Regions from separate parts of the Gasterosteus aculeatus genome. Here region 2 is linked to region 1. Evidence: chromatin contacts called from public Hi-C data. All regions are on one chromosome and are shown on one strand. Each heading gives the region's core, a stretch centred on a gene start, on an enhancer-like site or on the middle of the called end of the contact. The rest is flanking DNA. Distances are from core to core; before and after follow the strand shown. Region 1 overlaps arid1b (AT-rich interactive domain 1B). Region 2 holds the start of arid1b (AT-rich interactive domain 1B).

Region 1 (6,452 bases), core at 2,766-5,265:
CTTAGAATGAATTCCCAGATTTGTTCATGTCTGCATGTGTGTGTGTTGAAAGGACGGGTGTGTTATGAGAGTAGATTAATAACAGCACTGTAATCCCATCAGGAGAAGTCCCAAGGTGTGCATCATGCATAATAAACCTCCCATGGAGTTTAGACAAACACACACACACACACACACACACACACACACACACACACTTCCTGTCACTATAGCAACACTGGTGGTGTTGCGGCCCCCAACTTCAAAGTGGGATGTAATTTCAGCCTCCCGGCAGCCAGAGGGAGCCGTGGTGATGACAGAACCGTCTCCTTTCCGACGGCTCCTTCCCCCCTGCATCCTTCTTCGACTGCGTTCCGCTGCTGCATCCTTCCTCCCTCCCTCCCTCCTTCCCTCCCATCAATCAATCCCTTCCTCCCTCCCTCCTTCCTTCCCTCCCATCAATACATCCCTTCAACTCTCCCTCCATTCCCCGTCTAGCCTCACTGCTGGGAGGCCAGGCATCCAAAACCAGACACAAAAATAAACCCAGCAATGTTAGAAGTGCAGCAAGCTTAGGCAAAGGGGGAGTGAAATGGGAAAGGGAGAGAAGGGAGGTGGAGTTGAGCTGAAGAAAGAAAGTGGGAGGGAGATGGGGAGGAAAATGAAAAAGGAATGATGCAGAGTTTTACCTAATTGTTCCTTCCAAAGCAACTCTGTATTTCACTGTTACAATAGACAAGAAAAGAGAAAATGTACCAACTGTCACTCAACTCAAAATATGTTAGTTCAATCCACATTAACTAAACAAAGACAAAAAAATCCATTTAGATTATATTTATAATGGAAGGCGTAGTGCCTTTAGTATCTGGCATTAATAGGTGCTAAAATGAATATATATGATCTATATATCATGTATGCACTTGACTTGAGGAGAGACCTATTAGGTGTTCTGGAAGAAAATCTGAAGATGGTTTTATCAAAATAAAACTCAACATATTGAAATGAGTCCAGACTCGTCTTCCCATTTTACTACAACATGAGATGTAACACCACACAGTAAAATGTGGTGCGTCATGTTAATTTACTGATGTGCATCGAACATCAGGATACTGCAGCCTCAGCTTTCACTGAGCCACTGTGGACTGAATTTTTACACACACACAGACACACACACACACAGATGCATACTAATGTACACATATCAACACATGCACACTTATCTAAGCACACAGATCATCAACTTTAAATTTACATAATCCAATTATTTTGAAGATGTCAGAGGAGAATCCTGCTTGTCACTTAAATAAAGATCAGTGTGTGTGTGTGTGTGTGTGTGTGTGTGTGTGTGTGTGTGTGTGTGTGTGTGTGTGTGTGTGTGTGTGTGTGTGTGTGCATCTCTGGCCTCGGTCAGATGAAACAAGCTTTGACAAAAGCCACCAGCTAGAGAAGGAGAACGATTGGGCAAAGGATAAAAAAAAAAAAAAGAAAGCCGGAGAGGGGAAACATTTTTCTCCTTCTAGGGTCAGTCATCACTCCCTCTCCTCCTCTCCTCCCCCCTTTTCTACCCCCTCTGCCTCACCTCCTCTGTAGGAGAGGCGCCACTGGAAGCGGACTGGTGTTTTCTTAACCAAGTTCATCCCTCCCCATTTCCCCCTCCTCACTCTCAAATCACGACGGCTGTCACACACGCCGGCGGAGCCCCCCCCCCCCGTGTGGGTGGGTAAGTGTGGGACGGACTCCCCCAGTCTCCCCCCCTCTGCTGGGCTTCAGTCAGCCATGGTGGCGGGTGGATGGCTGTGCAGACGCTTGTCAACATGGAGGCCCCATGTTGGATCTTGCGGCCAACGGCCCGGCCTCCAACCAGGCGGCCATCTTTTCGTTCCAAGACATTGCCGACATTTAACCCGCTAACAGACTAAAAGCGCCTATTTAAAACAAGAGTGGCTGCTAATATGGTTTCACATGTGATCCCCTGTGAATTCTACAACAGAAACAGTGCTGAAGATGTGTTCAGATAAAGGGCCCCCGAAACGTTTAAACAGCGGATCACTTTCACCTTTATGTACGTGTGTGTCTTTTCCAGATCCTGCGGCCCCGGCTGAAACACGTGTTCCCGGCTCTTGAGCGTCAAACAACTACGCGGCCACACAAAACTGTGTGTGCGCGCTAAATGATTCATGAGTGGCAAACGAAAACAGGCCGCCACACAAGCGGAAAAATAGCCCGTCTGCATTTTAGATGAAGCCGGGGTCCGCTGACTCATGCCGTGTCATCGCATCTGGGTCTGCGGTCGGGGTGTGTGAGTGCAAACCATAGGGTAGAGTATGGCGTCTGGGGGGGGGGGGGGGGGGCACATAGGGTCTAGCAACAAATGAAGGGGCAATGGCTCAATCACTCAGTACAGCATTTACCCCCCTGTACCTCAGTCAGTGTGTTTACATGATGGTATAATTGGAATCTTTGCTTAGTCGGACTATGTTATCTTTTGGGGGGAAGTGCTATTATCCCAATATACATGGCAGTGAATAAATCGAATCATTGGCCGAAGGCATGTCCTATCTGATACGATAGGTGGCGCTGTTTTCATTACAACTAGTTGTGATACAGGCATTTCCGCTTGACCGCTTCACCACTACCAACAACAACAACATCAACATTACGAGAAAGATGGCGAACGGGGAGCAAGGTGAAGCTACATCCCTCTACTATCTTTGCATGATGTTAATAGGAGTACAGCGAATGGGAATGGCGCTATTGGCTGATTTGATAACGGAGAGAAGACGCCGTCGGGATCTCAAGCATGCGCAAAGACTCAAAGTCCAGTTCCTCCTCCGATTCACCGCTACATGCCGCAATAGTCGAACTATCAACTGGATCGGATCGAGTTATCCAGGGGTGTTAGTCGGATCGTAGTCGGACCGCACATAGTCGGACAAAGGTGTTTACATGACACAGAGAATTCGATTTCAGTCCGACTAAGCCGGTTATTCGAATCCATGTAACCACTGTGAACCCGGCTTCAGGGCAGCAGTCGTATTCTCAGAGCACTTAAAATATACGCTGATCCACGTTATGTAATCTTTTTGCATTTTCAACGCCGCAAACCAACATATTTGTCTTTCCAAGAGTGCCTCCGAGTTTTTCCTCCCCCATACATTAGCTCTCTCCCTTTCTCTCCTCCATCACTCCATCCCTTCCCTGTTCCTCTGCCTCCCTTCCTCCCCTCCCTGTGTGCACTAATGTGGAGGCTGAATCTTACCCTGCTGGATGACATTACTCTGCGCTGCCTGCTGGCCCGTCTGCCTGCCTGGGGACTCTAAAATAAAACACAACAGTGGGGAGAGCGCACACTGTAGAGGCAGCCTGACTGACATGCTCTGATAGAGCACACACACACACACACACACACACACACACACACACACACACACACGCACACTCGCTGTGTGAAAACGCCTCGCAGACGACAAAATGTGTATCAGAGTGTGCGATGTGAGTGTGGTTGTGGTGAGAGAGAGAGAGAGAGAGAGGGAGGGAGGGAGGGAGAGAGGGGGAGGGAAGCAGGCCTCTCCAGCTGTGCCCTGTCAATCATTGATGACCTAACACTTGGAATAACAGCAGAGAGGGCAAAGTGGACCCGGGAACCAGAGGGAAGAGGCAGCGAGGGGAGCGTGAGCGCTTCAAATTTTTCCTTTTTCCGCTGATAGGAAATAAGCCGAGGAGGGACAAACGTGCACCGACGTTTGTGTGCGAGTGTTTGTGTGCGTTTGTGTGCGAGTAGCCTGTCACCGGCGGAACCCCGGAGCTTGAATGCAACATCCTTCGCCCCTGAACAAGTGACAAAAAGATAACCACGTTTCACATCAGCGCTTCACGCCCTCTCTCCCTCTCTCTCCCTCTCACTCATTCATTGTCTTTCTCATTCCGCTCCTCCCCCCCCCCCCCCCTCCCTTCTCACCTCACCTCACCCTTCCACCCCCAGCTCTCTCTCTCTCTCTCTCCCTCCCTCTTTCCACATGGCTGCCCGTCCTCTCCCATGTCCCAGAGGATGGGAGGCTGTGCGGCAGCTTGGCAGGCTGTCAGGGGAGCACCAGAGAGCAGGGAACATGTAGTGACTGAAACGGGAGGGGGGGAGGTGGGGGTGGGGGGGGGGGGGGGGGGGTCAGTGGGCAAAACAGCCCGGGCTCCTCATCTCACTGCGGCGCTGGAAGAACTGGCTGGTTGGGGATGTTGGGCGGACGATGCAAAGGGGACAGAGAGGTAACACTAAGGTCACCACAACGTGTTGTCCAGCTCTGAGACCAACATCTCGCCTTCTTGGAGATACCAACTGTATTTACATTACAGAAAGTACAACCCCCCCCCCCAAAAAAACTGTGTTTCACCTTGACCGAACATTTCCATTTATGTACTTCTTTTGCAACTTTTCCCCCGTCGAGCCCCCGTTCATCTTCCCGATCGCTGTGGCTCCTGACTACACAGCAACTGCTAATGCTATGCTAACAAGCTAGCGCTGTGCACTGACTCCATATGTAAGACACAGACACTGTGCAGTGATGGGGGCCAGCTCCATCTCCAATACTTTACATTTTAAAAGACCCATGGGGCGCTGTGACTGTGCATTTGTGATAAGTTGTTTAAGTTATTCCCCTTTGGTCTCCCTTCAAAAATCCCGCCACATCACACAGCCGACTCGTCCCAAAACAACAACACGACAGTGTGCCCTCACCCCCCTCCCCCCCCCCCTCAACCCACCCCAACGGAGAGAAAGGGGAAAAAAAAATGACAGCGGCTTTAGATCTGACATCAAACGCCGCCGAGAGAGAGAGAGAGGGGGGGGGGGATAAAAAAAGGTTACATCTCTGCAGTGACAGCTTGCTGGAAGAGCCTGGCCAACAGCGAGCAAATTCTCTCCCCCATCTCCCTCCCTCCCTCCCTCTCTCCCCTCCTATCTATCCATCTCTCCTTCTCGCCGCCGATTAGGATCTCGCGTCGGGACGGGATGCGAAAAACACACGGAGAACCCCGAGGGGTAAATGTGCCAGGATTGAAGTGAATACGGGGGGGGGGGGGTGGATATCGGCCGTGGTTCAAATAGATCTCCGCCGCCGCCGCCCCCCTTCCTCCCCGCCTCCTCCTCCTCCTCGCCTCCTCCTTCCTCGTCTTGCTCTCTTGCTCCGGATTCACACGCTGATACATCAAGGCCACTCCTCATTATAGCGCCAGGGTGAAAAAAAAATAAACGCTTTCATGATGCTACTTTAGAGGGAAAAGAGGTAAAGAGTGTGGGAGAATGAAAATGAAAGAAAACAAGAGGAGGAAAAAAACAAGTGTCAAGATAAAAGCCGATGACATTTGTCACCAGCGTGTTTTACGGAGGAAAAAAGTGAGTAAAAAAGAAAAAAAAGATTGTGTAAAATGCAGATTCAACCTTCAGTGTGCGTTTCATGTGCTGATCAGATTCTATGGAAAACAGTATGGCTTGATTTCAGTTTGTCCACTTCATATTAGTTCACTCCACCAGTCCTGAGGCGTTTCCAAAAGTATCATTAACCGGCACACGCCTCGAGCAGCGGCAATATTTGCGACCATTTGCCAATGTTTTTATTCTTTTTATTCTATTCCTGAAGGTGCTCAGGAGCTGTGAGGGGAGAAATGATTTGTTTAGCCCCAAAAAACTGGAGCAACCCACAAACGTCTCCCCCCCCCCTCGCCGATCGGTCTCGTCACGCCACTTCTTCTCAATTAATCCTCCCGTCAACAAGATGAGCAATTTTCAGCTTGCCCGAATGCCGAATTAGCAAAGAAACTCTGCGTCCGTGCATAAGTTTTGGGGGCGTACGCGAGTGAGTCCGTGACGTCAGTCAAAAACACCGATTTGAAAGTCCGCGGGACAAAGAGGCGTGTCGCAGGGCTACGCGAGGACACTGATTGGATAGAAAAACATACAAACCGCATTCAAAGATGGGATGGGACACAGAAACAAATGTTCCAAATGTGTGTGTTGGTGTAAAGGACCCTCTCTCTCCCTCTCTCTCTCTCACACACACACACACACACATATGTGGCTCCTGAGGGCTCATCGTTGGGCAGCCGCTGCCGCTCACTCACCGGCAGACTGGACGGGCGGTCTTGGGCGACGCCGTCCTCATTGTTGGCCTTCCCAGAGTTCCCCGGGTCCGGACCCCTGGTGACGTAGGTCTCCTGCTGGGCCTCCTTCATAGAAAATCAGATAGAGAGAATGAACAATGCATGTAAAGTATTTATTTGACAGTATATTTCACATTAAACCATTGATGCTGCTAAAAGTGCTCCAGGTTGTTTGCCTAGGAAAGGTGGTAAGAATAATACATTTATGGTTTATACTCCAGGTTGTGTTTCCCGTTTGAAGTCCAGGCACACAGAGGAAATACTCGCACGCATGCTGTATCAAAAAAAACATGCAAACACGCAACCTGCACCCGGCAATCCAC
Region 2 (6,452 bases), core at 1,863-4,362, 47 kb after region 1:
CAATAAATAGTGAATATATATATGTATATTACTGAGGTTTCTAGTCACCATTTCATCGGTGCATAATTTGTTACAATCAATACTGCAGCAAACCCTCCCACATTAAAACATTTACTTAATTTCCCCCGCAGCCAACCCAAAGTGCCTTTGATTGAAACAATGTAGGCTAATGAACTGCTTTTGTTTTGCGGGAGACAGACCGCTCAACCACCTCACCCTCCAGCCGTCCAGATGTGCAGTATACGGATCATTATAGTGCATCAAAAACAACAAACTCTTGTGGAGAGACGCTGTGTTGTTTTAGGGGAGAGTTGTGAACTGGCAGTGACCCCCCCCCCCCCCCCCCCCCCCCTTCTGGCTGTAGGTCTACAAGCTATGGACACACCAGTGTTTCAGTACAGGGTTTAGGGACACGCAGGGATTCTTGAGTCCCCAAAGCCAGCGGGAGGAATACTTGAATAATTTGTAACACTTTCCTTCCCTCACACTGAGGTGCCCCCGAGCAAGGCATTCAACCACGAGCTGCAGCGGTGGCCAACAGAAGAGAGCTTGCTGGGGTTGTTGTTGTTGTTTTTCCTTATCACTCAGAATGTATTTTACAATGCATTCAGAATGTATGAAAAAAGATCAGTGGGTTTGTTATTTTTTTCTAAATTGAGCTTGAAATGATTCATATTAAACTGGACAACCCTCGACGTAAAACAATAAATGCAAGATTATCACTAAATTTTTCCTTTTTGTTTTTCAGTCGACGTTGAATTGTTGAGTCTTTCAGACTGGAAAAATGATTAGAATAAATATCTGGAGCAGGCTAAACCTTCACAAAGGTTCAATTATTGAGTTGGACGCCTTCCAAGTCGGGAATATTCCCACAAGACTCAAATGCAGCATCACTGTAGCGCCGAGGATCCCTGCAGGAATCAGAGTGCGGGCTGCTCAGCGGGGGCCACGGGGAGCCAATCAGATGGCGGGCTGGGTGTCAATCGTCAACCGGCAGGACGGAGGAGCTTTTACCCCGTTTACCTCCACGATTCAAATCCCGGGCTGCAGGAGAATAAACGAGGCGCACCGGCGCGCTACGGAGCGGTGTCCTTTTTGGATTCATCCAAATCGGCTTAACAAAATAAGGAATGAAAAAAAAAAAACACTGCATGCACAGTAAAAAGCGTAAAAAGTGCGGGAGGTTTTTGTTTTGAAATGTATTTTACTTGAAGGTTTTCTTCCTTTATTCTGTCACGTTAAAGCTCGTGCAGGCATCATACTTTAAATAATGTCCGAATCCATTCCTTCTACATTAAAGCGCCTTGATCAAGTGTTTTAACCCAGGTCATGTTTGTATAGAAAACACACGCGCGCGCACACGCGCGCGCACACGCGCGTGCACGCACAGACACACGCGCACACAACGCGTTGAGCCCGCCACCGACGCACGCCGGCCGACTTCCCCAAACATACCTGCGTCCTGCCGAGGCCTTGCCCTCCGTTGCCCGGACTCATCGAATGAGGGGGGTTTCTCTGCTGCCCTCCCCAGCCGTGGGCCGAGCTGGCTCCGTACTGGGGCCCCACGTCCTTGCCGAGGCCCATGCCGGCCTGCTGCTGCGCCGTGGCCCCGCCGTAGTCTTGATATGCCCCGCCGTAGCCCCGCATCATGGGGCTCGGGGAAGTCAGCAGCTGGTTGAGAGTCGGCGTGGCCCCCGAGGGATGCTGCTGCTGCTGCTGCTGCTGCTGCTGCTGCTGCTGCGTTTGTCCTGGGAACCTCTGGAAGCCCCCCGGAGCCGCTGCCAGGGGGGACTTGCCGTGGCTCGCCGAGGAGTTGCTGCCCATCATCATGGTCCCAGGTTGCCGGCCCCCGGCGGGGCCCATCATCGCGTAGCTCCCGCCGCCGTAGCCTGCCCGGTACGCCGGGTACTGGTTGTACTGGCTGTTGTGGTACCCGGCTTCGTGGGAGTTCTCCATGCTGTTATGTGCCGAGGAGTGAGTTACCCCCATCCCGCTGCTCTGCTGCTGCTGCTGTCCGCCATGTTGCTCATAACAGGGCCTTGACGTGTAGTAGTTGTTGTTAAACTCGGAGTTGTTACCTGTAGGCCCCAGGTGTTCATACCTGGTACCCATCATCCTCTCCGGTTTACAGGTGAGCTCCCCCTCACCTTTACCTGGCATGTGCTGCTGCTGCTGCTGCGGCTCTCCCTGCCCCCCCAACAGGTTCTCCTTGCCGCCGTGGTGCTGGTGATCCATGGCCCTGTCCCCGCGGGGCCCCTGGCCGTTGTTATTCGCCGTGTTGTTACTTTGGATCTGTCGCTGGTGATGTGGCGCAAATTGGCCGAATTGCGTCGTCTGCTGCTGCTGCTGCTGCGGCGGCGGCGGTTGAGACTGCGGAGGATCTCCGCTCGCCGCACATTTCAGCTTGTGGTTCGCGATCAGACCCGTCTCCATCGAGGACGCGGCGGAATTGGCGGAAGCCGAGGCGGACGCGAGGTTATTCCCATCCTGGTCGCGGCCGTCCGACGCGCCGTGAGTCGCGGAAGTTGAATGGACCATGTTGAGCTCGTTGCGGCGGTGATGGTCTACATTATTCAGAGTCCCATCTCCGGCGCCCAGCATAGGTCCAGTCCGCTGCACGGTCCCTACTCCTCCGGATTTTCCCGAATTGAGCTCCGGACCCAAACCGCTGGATAATTTCTTATTTTTGTTATTAGTTCTGGTCGGAGCCGATGCAACTTGCGCGGCCATGGTCACTCCAACATCTCAGCGCGCAGTGACAGCGAGCCGCGACCCGCCGTGCGCACGGAGGGTGAGACAAGAGCGAAGGAAACACAAGCGGGGTGGGGGTGGGGGGGGGGGGGTAGATTCAGTCGGGGTAAGAAAAAAAGAAAGAAAATCAAGCTTTGTTCTCGCGCTGGTGTCGCTGTGGTGAAACGGTTCCGTCAGCGAGGCTTCATGTCGAAAGTTTCTCTGCGGGGTTTAAACGAAACTTTTTTTTTTTTTTTACCCTTCCTTGCCCCCCCTCCGCCTCTCCTCCATCCCGGGTCTCGGTGATATGTAGCAGCGTCTCCCGGAGCCCTTGTGGCCCAGCACGGCGTGAGAGAGAGAGAGGGAGAGAGAGGGGGAGAGAGAGAGAGGGGGAGAGAGAGGGGGAGCGGGGCTACGCGAGCCGATCCACCTCCGGGGCTCCTGCGCGCCTCGCTTGGAAAACCCGGACTGGAGTAGCGAGTCCACCAGCAGCACGCGCACGGACGCGCGCGTGTGTGTGTGCGTGTGTGACGTACAACCGAGGATGATTTTTTACGATTACTTGAATAAATATTGAAAAAGCATCGATGCTGGCGACATGTTCACGCGAGATGCGTTTCCCATGTTGCCACTTCAGCGTCTAGATATCTGATAACTAATTGCGGGTCACGCGGTGCACGAGGACCGGCTCCTTCCCTTGAGTTCAGGGAGCATATTACTCTTTCTTTCTTTTTTTAACAGCCCATAACCGTGACGGATCCGGCACTTCCACGTGTGCGCGCGGACCCTTGAAATAACCCCGCCGGCACATGTTCAGTTTGCCCGAGCGAGTTTCTACGCGGTTGTCCACATCGGATTTTCCCTCTTCCCAGCCTCCCCGGTCCCTTCGGCTCGAGCCAGTCCTCTCTGCTGCTCTGACAGGAGCCGGACACGCGAACCGCGCGCCGTGCGCAATGGTGTGGCCGTCGGAATACGAATGTAATCGCGCGGCGGAGCGGCTGCGGGGTTGCAATACGTGCGTAACGGAGTTCATCCAATCACTTATGTGTTAAAATGAGTAATGCTCCTTCTTCAATACAGAACCATAGCAGGGGTGTAGAAAGAGGGTGGGAGGGGCTGGGGAAGGGGCTGGGGAAGGGGAGGGGGGGGGGGGGGGGGTGCATGAACATATCACAAATTATAAACTACATTATACTGGGGACTACTTGGTGTGATAGAAGAAGAATAAAGGGCATTCAGTACGATGAGGTCACTTAAAACTCACTCCGTAGGAATGTGATATGAATACTATGAATATTAAAGCCATTCTTCATTAGGGTCTTATTTGAATAAAAGGCTACATTCTTTAATTTCCTTCTTTTGATTTACTCTGTTAGCGAAGAGCCCGTCTGAAATGATAATGACATTTTTAAAAAAGAAAGAAGAAGAAGAGGAAGAAAAAATAAATGAACGTACAAAAATCAACCCCCGGCTGCAGTGTAGGACCACACAAAACCAAAGTCTACAAGATACGCTATCTGTCCCCATCCCATCAGTGGTGTTCAAACATGGGTGTGAAATTGTGCTTAGTAAAGAAGCTCGGGTGTCTGTTGGGACTTGAGTGAGCAGAGGGTCTGCTTTGATGAGATCAGATGCATTTGATCAACAGAGGGAGCTATGGATGAAAGAGGGAGGGGGAGGTGGGGGGGGGGGGGGGGTGGAGGGGAAGGATTTTGGGGATGAGCGTTGTGCTGTGAGGAGGGCCATGATAATGAAGATGACTGGCGGCCTGCAGGGAGCAACTGTGCGCCGATGACAACGTAGACGCCGCGGTGGTGGTGGCGGAGGCGGCCCGGCGATGACCACGGCGATGGCGACAGGAGGGGGGGGGGGGGGAGGCGAGCGTTGTTTGTCCGGCACTTAATTGTTACTTCACGTCACACGTTGGAGAAGAGAGGAGGCCCAAATTCACTCTGTGTCGTGTACAGTGTGAGATAATTCACTCTGAGGCCGTGACAATGGTAAGACCCCTGCTGGAGACACAGTGTTAGTGCAAGTTGGAGCACTGAACGTAATAATAAACAATACAAGCAGCAGCACGCAGAAATGATTGACACTGCAGGACGGCCTGCTATAAAAAGTATTGCGCCAACTACATGGGGGGGGGGGGGGGGGAATTACATTACAAGAGGTTCATTCTCACTTTGCAAAATATCAGCTCGATGATAGGAGCATGAAAGCGAGTGACACCACTATAAACCCGTATTCTTTTACGAGCCCATGTGGCGGAGAATGAAAGCTGTAACGTTGTTATGGTATCGATAGGACACCCCCAAGAAGACGTCGCGTTTACACCCTCCGTGTATCACAGAGCAGAAAGCAACCGCTGTTGCTCTGCGTGTGCGTCGACGAAAACAACGCCTCGTCATACGCGATCGGCAATGTGTTTCACGCGAGGTCTCACGTGCACCTTTTCTGGCGGGAAGCAGCCTCGTCCGCACCCTCCCTGCTCTCTGTACTTTGTGCACGCGACGATTCCGCCTCCCATCGGTGTCCCAGATCAAAGCCTCGGCTCTGATTTCATCTAGAGCAACACCAAGGCCCACAGCGAGGGGACCGCGGGCATTAGCATATTCTATGATGGCGCCGGGCTTTTCGAGCCGTTGCCTCGGCTGCGGCTCTGGGTGTGCGCTGTGGCTTTGCAACTCTAATTTTCCTCCCTCGCTCATTAAAAAAAGCCCACTGTTCTCCTATTAATTTCGCAGACACACTGATCTGTTTGAATGGCAAAGATGTGTGTGTGTGTGTGTGTGTGTGTGTGTGTGTGTGTGCAGGGAGGAGGGAGGTGGAGGAGGAGGGCAATGGCTCAGCGCATTTGCATTTATGTTTAATTTATAACCTTCAGGGGCCCCCTGATGCAGCAAGATTGAAACAATAACTCCAGACAAACACGGGAAGAGAGGAGGAGGAGCCGGAGGAGGGTGGGTGGAATTAAAAATATACAGATCTGGGATGGTTTGTGCTTTGCATATGTGTGCAAGATGAGTGTGTGTGTGTGTGCTCTTACTGTGTGCGCAGCCATGTGCATGCATTTTTCTATCCATTTGTGCATCTGCATCAAGGTGTATCTGCAACCCTCTCACACACACACACACGCGCACGTAAAGAGGCAGAGGTCTCCAGTCCGCAGGGGGAGAACATGCCACGGTGAGTGTCTGTCAGGAGGAGAGCTGGAGTCTGTTCCGGGGGAGTCTGCAGGGATCGTCTCCCCCCTCCTCCCCCCCCAGCAGCACAGAACAGCAGACAGCAGCAGCAGCAGCAACACAAGCCTGGCCAAGCACAGAAAGTGGGTCAGCCCAAAACACACACCAACACACACATGCACGCACGCACACGCACACTCAGACGGATGCGGCGGCCCCGGTGTCACACTGTGGGTGTGTTTGGAGCGAGCGTGCAGGGAGGGGATGCATCGTAGATGGTGTGTGTGTGTGTGTGTGTGTGTGTGTGTGTGTGTGAGAGACGGAGTATATTTTGCATTAGTAATGTTGATGGTGGGAGACATGGGGAGGGCGGGTGTATAAAATGAGGGGTGTGTGGCTAAGGAGGACGAGAAGGAGGCTGTAGCAGAGACAAAAAGCCAGCCAGCCACTGTGAGCAAACCCTATGGAAGTGCATCAAATTGATCCATAGTGTTTTCATTTCAGGCTTGGGTAAATAACAGCATTTCAATTGATCAGTCT

The links. A called contact is a pair of places that touch in the nucleus more often than the background predicts.
Region 2: a Hi-C map of skeletal muscle shows a contact between it and region 1, with 6 times the contacts expected there. The contact joins the promoter of arid1b here to the enhancer-like site in region 1. A contact is called at or near these places in 2 of 6 Hi-C or Micro-C datasets (skeletal muscle and tail fin).

What each region holds. Positions count from the first base shown.
Region 1 is chr15:4,311,831-4,318,282 of fGasAcu3.hap1.1, forward strand. It overlaps arid1b (AT-rich interactive domain 1B), which reads right to left. Exons shown (of 21, transcript XM_078089494.1): 4 at 6,091-6,195. Among protein-coding and RNA genes, the nearest start is that of arid1b, 48 kb to the right of the region's middle. Within about 2 kb of position 4,016, at least 3 of the 9 cell types and tissues checked have open chromatin away from gene starts, as enhancers often do.
Region 2 is chr15:4,359,910-4,366,361 of fGasAcu3.hap1.1, forward strand. arid1b (AT-rich interactive domain 1B) reads right to left here and starts at 3,113. Exons shown (of 21, transcript XM_078089494.1): 1 at 1,456-3,113. The coding sequence starts at 2,730.